Regions from separate parts of the Mus musculus genome. Here region 1 is linked to region 2. A link is a contact called in public promoter capture Hi-C data. All regions are on one chromosome and are shown on one strand. Each heading gives the region's core, a stretch centred on a gene start, on an enhancer-like site or on the middle of the called end of the contact. The rest is flanking DNA. Distances are from core to core; before and after follow the strand shown.

The links. Capture Hi-C pulls out chosen DNA fragments and counts their contacts.
Region 1: a promoter capture Hi-C map of liver shows a contact between it and region 2, with 5 times the contacts expected there. The contact joins two enhancer-like sites. A contact is called at or near these places in 2 of 39 promoter capture datasets (liver and pre-B cells) and 1 of 9 other capture datasets (liver).

The regions. Positions count from the first base shown.
Region 1 is chr3:67,542,238-67,546,126 of GRCm38.p6, reverse strand. The region is part of intron 2 of Gm35299 (a long non-coding RNA gene); the gene reads left to right. Among named protein-coding and RNA genes, the nearest start is that of Gm35299, 9.2 kb to the left of the region's middle. Within about 2 kb of position 2,421, at least 5 of the 459 cell types and tissues checked have an H3K27ac peak or open chromatin away from gene starts, as enhancers often do. A contact at or near this core is called in liver, where this site is marked.
Region 2 is chr3:65,379,211-65,383,052 of GRCm38.p6, reverse strand. It overlaps Ssr3 (signal sequence receptor, gamma), which reads left to right. Exons shown (of 5, transcript NM_026155.3): 4 at 1-61; 5 at 1,019-3,396. The coding sequence ends at 1,085. Among named protein-coding and RNA genes, the nearest start is that of Ssr3, 11 kb to the left of the region's middle. Within about 2 kb of position 1,767, at least 23 of the 459 cell types and tissues checked have an H3K27ac peak or open chromatin away from gene starts, as enhancers often do. A contact at or near this core is called in liver, where this site is marked.

The sequences.
Region 1 (3,889 bases), core at 1,172-3,671, 2.2 Mb before region 2:
ATAACAGGCACTTACTACACACAGCTGTTAATGCTAGAAAGCCCAGGACAGAGTGCCAGAAGCTCTGCTGCCTGGTGAAGGTTTCCTTCTAGATGGAAGCATCTTCGTTAATCTCATATAGGCAAATAAGCTCCCCTAGGTCTCTTTTGTAAGGCCACTCATTGCTTTCATGAAAGTCCCACCCTAATCACCCAACTCTATGGAGCAGAGGAAAATGGGATGTGGTTGACATACATTCAGCCTGCAGTCATATGTGACTCCTACTCATTCAATTTATTGAGCTCTTCCATGTCCTGTCCCTCCTACATGAGCCTTCTATGAGTTCCTCAAGTACTCCATATGGTCACTCTCTGACCATGAAGCCAGGCTGCCCCTCTACCTGCAACATTCTCCCTTCCCCACACCCTTTACCTAATCTCATAAGCACACGTCACTTCTCTTCAAAAGAACCCTTGCCCTAGATTAGTATGCCTTTCCTTCAGGAATTTATCATAACATTCAATTATATATGATTATTTGTTAATATCATTACAAACACTAAGCTTTGATTTCTACCATATCTATTTTGATTACTGTCTTATTTCCTACTGCCTGGCCCAAGTATATCAGAATCTCTTAGTAAATGCTTGATGTGTGGATAAATGTTTCTGTTGCAAACCATCCTTTATAGAGTATCCGAGTTTACTTTCAACCACTCCAGCACAGGATAGAATCATATAAATCTCTATCCTAAATACAGCTGGAGTTTTCTCTTGAATTATGTTATCTAGAATTTATTAATTGATGTTGATTATCTTAACCCATGGAGAGTTCCATACATCATTAAAGTGTTATCTCATCTATATAGTTTGTGTGTCAGCTAAATGTTGAATGATCCAGTTAGTGTGACTGAGCTTCCTCAAGTTTTCCTGTTAGAGCCTTGATCCCTGCCTTTAGTCAGAGAATGAAACATCCACCACCATCTAGATGAGAGTCAAGGACAAAGGTGAAGCTTGTTTGAGTTGTGTGCTAGACAGTTTTATGTCAACTTGACCCAAGATAGAGTCATTGGAGAGGATGAGGCCTCAATTGAAAAAATGACTCATTAAGATCATGCTGTAGCAAGCTTATAGGGAATTTTCATAATTAGTGGTTGATGTGGGAGGGCTCAGACCATTGTAGGTAGAGCCACCCCTAAGCAAAGGTTCTGGGTTCTAAGAAAGCAGGCTAAGCAAGCCATGGGGAGAAAGCCAGTAAGCAGCACTCTTCCATTGTCTCTGCATCGGCTTCGGCCTCCAGGATTCTGACCTGTCTGAGTTCCTGTCCTGACTTCCTTCAGTGATGAACAGTGATGTGAAAATGTAAGCCAAATAAATCTTTTCCTCCCCAACTTGCTTTTTGGTCATGGTGTTTCATCTCAGCCATAGAAAGCAGGTTGGCTCTATGTCAGGCTAGCACTGATTTAGAGTGAACAGAAGTCTATTGGTCTCAGTGATAGAGGCTGGAATTTTACCATCTGATAGGCTCACATTTGATGAGATGCTGTGGTAGCTATTCTTTGTTGTCGACTACATATGGAATTAACTAAAATTCCAGGGATCTTCTTGCCCTCACTCTTTCTGGCAAGTCCGTTCCTCCACTGGCATTGGAACCTACTTCTTCAAAATTTTGACATCACTGAAGATGGTCTGAGACATTCAGCCTCATGGACTGAACATCTACTGGACTCTTGGACTTTTCATCGGTAGACAGTCATTTTTTGGCTATAAGCCGTTCAAATATATATATTAGCAAAATACTGCTTCCAGGCCTCATAGGATGAGGGTTTTAAAGCTTAAAGCCCACACCCCCAGTGATACACCTATTCCAACAGGACCACACTTACTTCAACAGGGCCACACCTTCTAATAGTGCCACTCCCTGGGCTAAGCACATACAAACCATAACAAGAACCCTGACTGATACAGAGTTTTATTTATTTGGTTCTGTTGTTATTGATGATGATGATAATGATGTTGTCATTGTACAATAACATTGCTGAAGGCATCATATGGACAAGAGAGAGCAAGAGTGGAGAAGACCAAACGCTCACCTATATAGCAAATTCACTTCCTAGTTAACTCATGAAGAGAGTCTTCAGGATGTAACATCTCCCACTAGAATAAACTTTCAACACTATTGCATTTGAGAATTACGTCATACTCCCAAGAATGATTCTCTCAAGTTACTAAACATTTCCAGGTCAAGGGTATAGAACAGAGCATGCTGAACATGTGAGAAACGGTTTGTACTAGCAGAACAGTTCATAAGGACTCAGCCTTGCCAAGCTCCTAATGCAGGCCAAATGACCTGCTCCTCGCTCACGGAGATAGCATGGATGCACATAGACTGACTCTAGCTTAAAGTTCTTCATCTGCTGCCTGGCACGGGTGCTCGGAAAATGTTAGCTCTCTCTGGTGATCTGACCTCTCTGCTCCAGCTGCTGCTCGAGCTATTCTGCTTGTGGAGAATACGTGTCTGAAGCTGCAGGTCAAGGCTAAGCAAACAATCCTGTCAATCAAGCGCTAAACTTCATTCATTTAAGGACTCGTTTGATTGACAGGAATAATGTTGGCAAAAGTAACAAGGTGCAGTTAGTTGCAAGTTGGGCGAGGAGGAGGAGCTGGGAGCAGATAGGAGTGAGGCAGCTTAGAGACGGAACACCCTTGACCTACTTTGGGGAGTTTCCACCCACCCTTAGAAGGATAAGAGAGTCAGTGGGCAAGGGGAGTTCAGGGCTACGGTAGATTAGACTAAAGTCAGTGTGACTCCATAGTAAGGATGAAGTCAAATGCCTTCAGCACTCAGAATGATTGACTTCATCAGGAAATCAAAGGGAAATCCTGTGTTTCTATATTTATAAATAAATAAATAAATAAATAAATAAATAAATAAATAAAAACATTACCCTAGCTCACTCCTACTTCCCCAAATGTAGCACATATGGTTACTTTGTTTCTTCATTCAGAGTGATTATAGTTCTGGATTGGGACCCACACTGTTTCTACCCACCTATGAGGATGCCAGGAGGTCAAATAAACCGCAGTCTGCTCAGTAGGTTACAATGCATAATGACACAGTAGAGAAAGTTGTACAATCCCTGTTCCATAGATTATATAGGTTTCTGTTTTTGTTTTTTTTTAAGTAGGAGGAAAATCTTCAGACTACATGATTCACAACCAATACGGATCCTTTCAGTTTCTCAAGTAGAGAATAAATTATCCAGGATAGCTCCAGATGAATCGGTAAATGACTGAGGCCAATTGGGTTAAGTTTTAAAATATCTCATTAGAGATTCTGTCGAGTTCAAAAGGAGATGTTTGAAATGTATAGTCATGTGCTACAGAGAGAACTGAAGTAGTTGGGTGGGGTGTGATCATTAGATCTCCATGACCCAACCAGGTGTCCATGGGACATGAGCCAGTCTTATCCATCTCCAAGAAAGAGGGTCTGGAACAGCTATGCTCGCACGCATGCCTCACGCCCACCTGACGGTGTCCAAGAGTTATCTTGAATAAAGCAGAGTAAATTCTCTGCTTCTTGGTGTTCGTTTTGCAGTACTGAGAATGAAAGATGGTTTTCTATGTGAACTCAAACCCCAAGCCTATCCTACTTATGGGGACAAAGCTCACGTTTACAGTTTTACTGGATTATAGGAATCTTGATCAAAAAATATAAAAGAAGTGCTGGTATGGGACATCCCAGACACTGAAAAATTAAGGGGAAAAAAAAAAAAACCTGGGAGACTACCATGAAGGAATTAAGAACTACATTTTTAGACAAGTGAACCGTGTACCATTAGAGATTATTTTCTGTCACACCTAAAACTGTTTTAAAATGTGAAGCTTTCCCAAATCAACCACTGACTAAG
Region 2 (3,842 bases), core at 518-3,017:
TGTTCCTGGTTCTGGTTATTGTTGCTTCCTTCTTTATACTGAAGAACTTCAACCCCACAGTGTATCCTTTAGAAAGTTTTCCTATAAACAGTAGTTTGTTGTGTTTTTAAGCTATCTGGTATGCTTGTGGAAACAGAAACTTACCAGACTCAGTTAAATAACATTAACTATATGTAGGTGTCTGTGGACTTAGAGCTTAAGAGTTTCTGGCTTGACTTAGTGTTTTTTAAATCTATAAATTGTAGTTTTATGGTAAATAGTGTGTTATAAAGCAATGTTACACTGTCTGACTTCGTCTACCTTCCTGTCTACAAGGAGTCAAAGTCAGAGTAAATGTGCTGTCTTCACTGGTTCTGTCATTTATGCTGGCTTTGGGGGTTAGGTGATAGTCAGGGTAGTTACAAATGCACAGTTTATAATATCTTCATAGTGTTCAAGATGCTTTTAAATTGAACTTTGGCCAAGAGTTATTTGTTTTTTTATTAAAGTAATTTTTTTTTATCAAAGGTATTATCCAGAAAAGCACAGCCAGACTTTTTAATAATCAGAGCTTATGGTGTAATGAAATATCAGACACTTTCCAACTCATCTTTTGGGAATACTGGTGGACCTTGCCAGAGTGCCCCCAACATGGTTTGCTCAGTCTCTAAGTAGCCAGGAACCTTCAGAACCTCCTTGCCTTATAGGCTGACTGGTAGCAGCACGCTGATTGACTAGAGGTTTCCCCTTTACTATTTTGCTTGTCTGCATGCTCTTTGACCAGTTCTTCCATGAGGGTTACATGGAACTAGGATGTGTTCTTTGTTATTATTTGTTTTAAGTTTGTCCCAAGTGTCTTTTCAGTATTGAAGCATATTGCTTGTAGGTATTTTGTCATGTTTATAGCCTCCCATGCTGTAGATTGTGTTTACTGACAGTCCAACTACATCTACATATTTGTGTCAATAAGGAAAAGTCTTATTGTTAAAAACCTAATTTAGGGGGTCTCATTTTTTTTCCTTAACATTAAATCTTACAGAAACTACATTTTGTCCATAAGTGCTTCATCTGGACTCATCGCCCTCTTGTCTACTGGCTCCAAATAGACCATGTAGCTTGGCCCTCTGCCTTTGTATCTCGGGGTGGCCTGTGGTATATGGGAAAGCATCAGGGTGGCCAGGTTGGGAGACACATAAGTTGTTTTTATAGTCTGGAGCTTCAGGGTTTAAAAATGCAGTAGAATGTAATTCAGTGTTTGTTTATTGGCTGTTTTTGACAGATTGCTGAAATTAAATGAATTGAAAGGGAAACTCAGAGTACCAGGGCATTTTATTAAAAGGCAAGGAGTCTTGCAATGTGCTGTAATCACGAGGAGAAAATAACTTGTTTCCTACATCTGTCAGAGGTCATGGTAACCTGGACTGAGCTGTTATTATTTATAATAGGAGGAAGAAGTTAATAACTGGTTCTCTGTGTTCCAAGCACAATATTACAACTTTTCGAACTGTAAATCTTAGAGTGAATCCTCTTCCTAAGGAATTAAACAGAAGCCTCATTTTCTTTTTAACAAGGCTTCAAATTTGTAATTTATAATAACTCAAAGTTAATTGTAAATTACAGGGCCTCTCCAATTTGAGGGAGGGAAACTTGCAGAATCTTTTTTTTTTTTTTTTTAAAAGAAAGGCAGCCAAGGTAGTTACCTAAAAATAGTACCCAGGCCTATGAGTGTTGGCCTGTGAGGCCAAAGCACACACTGTTCAGCTGTATGGCTTTGGCCCTGGGTGGCCGGGAGGTCAGCTTGACCCTGCCATGTTGGTTTGATGTGCGAAGTCACTGGGATCATTGTGTCTATGACCAGGCTTTCGCACCACAGGCAGAATATTAAGTGAGAGAGTATTTCTACTGTGATTATTGACACATGAGAGACCAAAAGAATTTTTGTGAACGTAACCCTGGAATTCTTTGGGCTCTCCAAAGAATTTACAGTGGTTTAAAATGGTTGTCAGCATTTTTCCATGAGGACTTTAATAAACTTAGCCCCGTTTGCTCAAGGTTCCTTTTAATTGTGAAGTGCTGATCACATACATTTTTGGGGGGGTCTAGCAAAGAGTAGCCTCATGTTGTGTGGTCATAACCCCCACCCCCCCATGTCTTTTCCCCACTCATTATGTACAGATTCTGATTTTGTATGCAATGACTTCACAGTTTGCAAAGTGCAGCACTATGATCACTGATTTCATATTCCTATTTGCCGTTCACCACACCCAAGAACTTTCTGTAAAGGGAAATATTACTAATATCTAGTTTCTGCTTGTAAACTTAAGAGGAACATATGACTCTATTTTTAACTTTAAAGATATTTACAAGGAGTAGAGCTGTTTCTGTGCTGGTAGATGTTTCTGTGGTCTGTGCTACTTAGGGAACTCAAGAGGAGTGCACTTGTATAGTCATGTTACTCCTTACTGTCTGCCTGGAGAATCATTTTATCTCCAAGTGTTCAGTTCTTTTCAGTGATACATTGTTACCTGAGTGTCATTTCCAGGTAATGTGGAATGAATGGGGAAATGAGAAGGGATTCAAAGCAAAGTACATTTCAGTAACACATATGAGGTAGGCTGTTTTGTTGTTTTATTTTAATCAGTATTTGGCTGGTAAAATGATAATTTGATAAACCATCATGTTACCAAAGCTAAACCAAACTCCTTCTAAGTGACTGCTGTGAACTTGCCACTAGGTGGCGGTGCCTGTGTAGCTGGGGAGAAAGTCACCACCTTTATCTTTATCTGACAGTATGGTCAGAAGCTCAAGAAATCGGGATGTCAGCCTCAAATTTTTAATTTTAAGTAGTAACCAAAAGTTTGTTGGGAGAGTGATTATGCAGTTTTCTTCTGTCTTGACTGTTTCCTGCGACTGTCTTTGTTTTTAACTCTGAACATGTTCTCTAACTCTGTGCTACCACATTTCTGTGTGTGAAGTCATGCAGCCAGTGTATCAGCCCTTTGTACTTAGAAGTGTGGCCCCTCCTCTCTAGCCTCTTCTCCACCATTGAACATTGCACATAGGATTACGAAGTGTTCAGTAAGACAGTGAAATCTGTGGCAGGCAGAGTTTGTACCATAAAAAGACCCCATACATCACACCAGTAAAATAGGACATTCAGAGTGCTCACATTCTTTCCTTTCTCATATGTGTGATAGGTAGACTCTTAGTGTTAAGAATTTTTATTTCACGATTTACTCATTTATAACTTAATAGAAGTCTTGGATTAAATATACAACTTGTACTGTTTGATATATTGTTTTAATTTGGAAAGGATAATTTGAAGTTAACTGAAATGATGGAAGTGGAATTTATACTCTGCATTTTAAAAAAAGTCTTGTTATTAATAAGTATGATTAAACTTTGTTTTTAAAAATGTGTTTTGTTTTTCTGTAATTCTTTATGTGAACCATAAGAGTATTTATTACACACTTTATATTAGACCTCTTTCCTACACGTGTAAGTGCCCTGTTGAAGTCTCTGGCCAGATGTCTGAGACAGTGACAGGCGTAGCACAGTTACAGGAAGGAACAGTCCGTCCCTGCCCTAGTGTGCTGCTGTGTGCCTGCTGGGCCTTCCTACCAGGCATTATGTTAGGAAGGATTTGTATGAATGTACACGTGTGCATGTATGAAGAATACCAGCATATCGTTTATTTCCCACCTATTTTGAAGTCTTAGGGTAGTTAATAGGAGATTGGGCGGGTCTTTCATTTTATTTAATTTTAATTTTATATTATTGTGCGGGTAGATACTCGGACACATGCACAATAGCTGAGGTAGAGAAAATTGGGGTAGCAGGGCAAGTGTGTCATCATGTATACA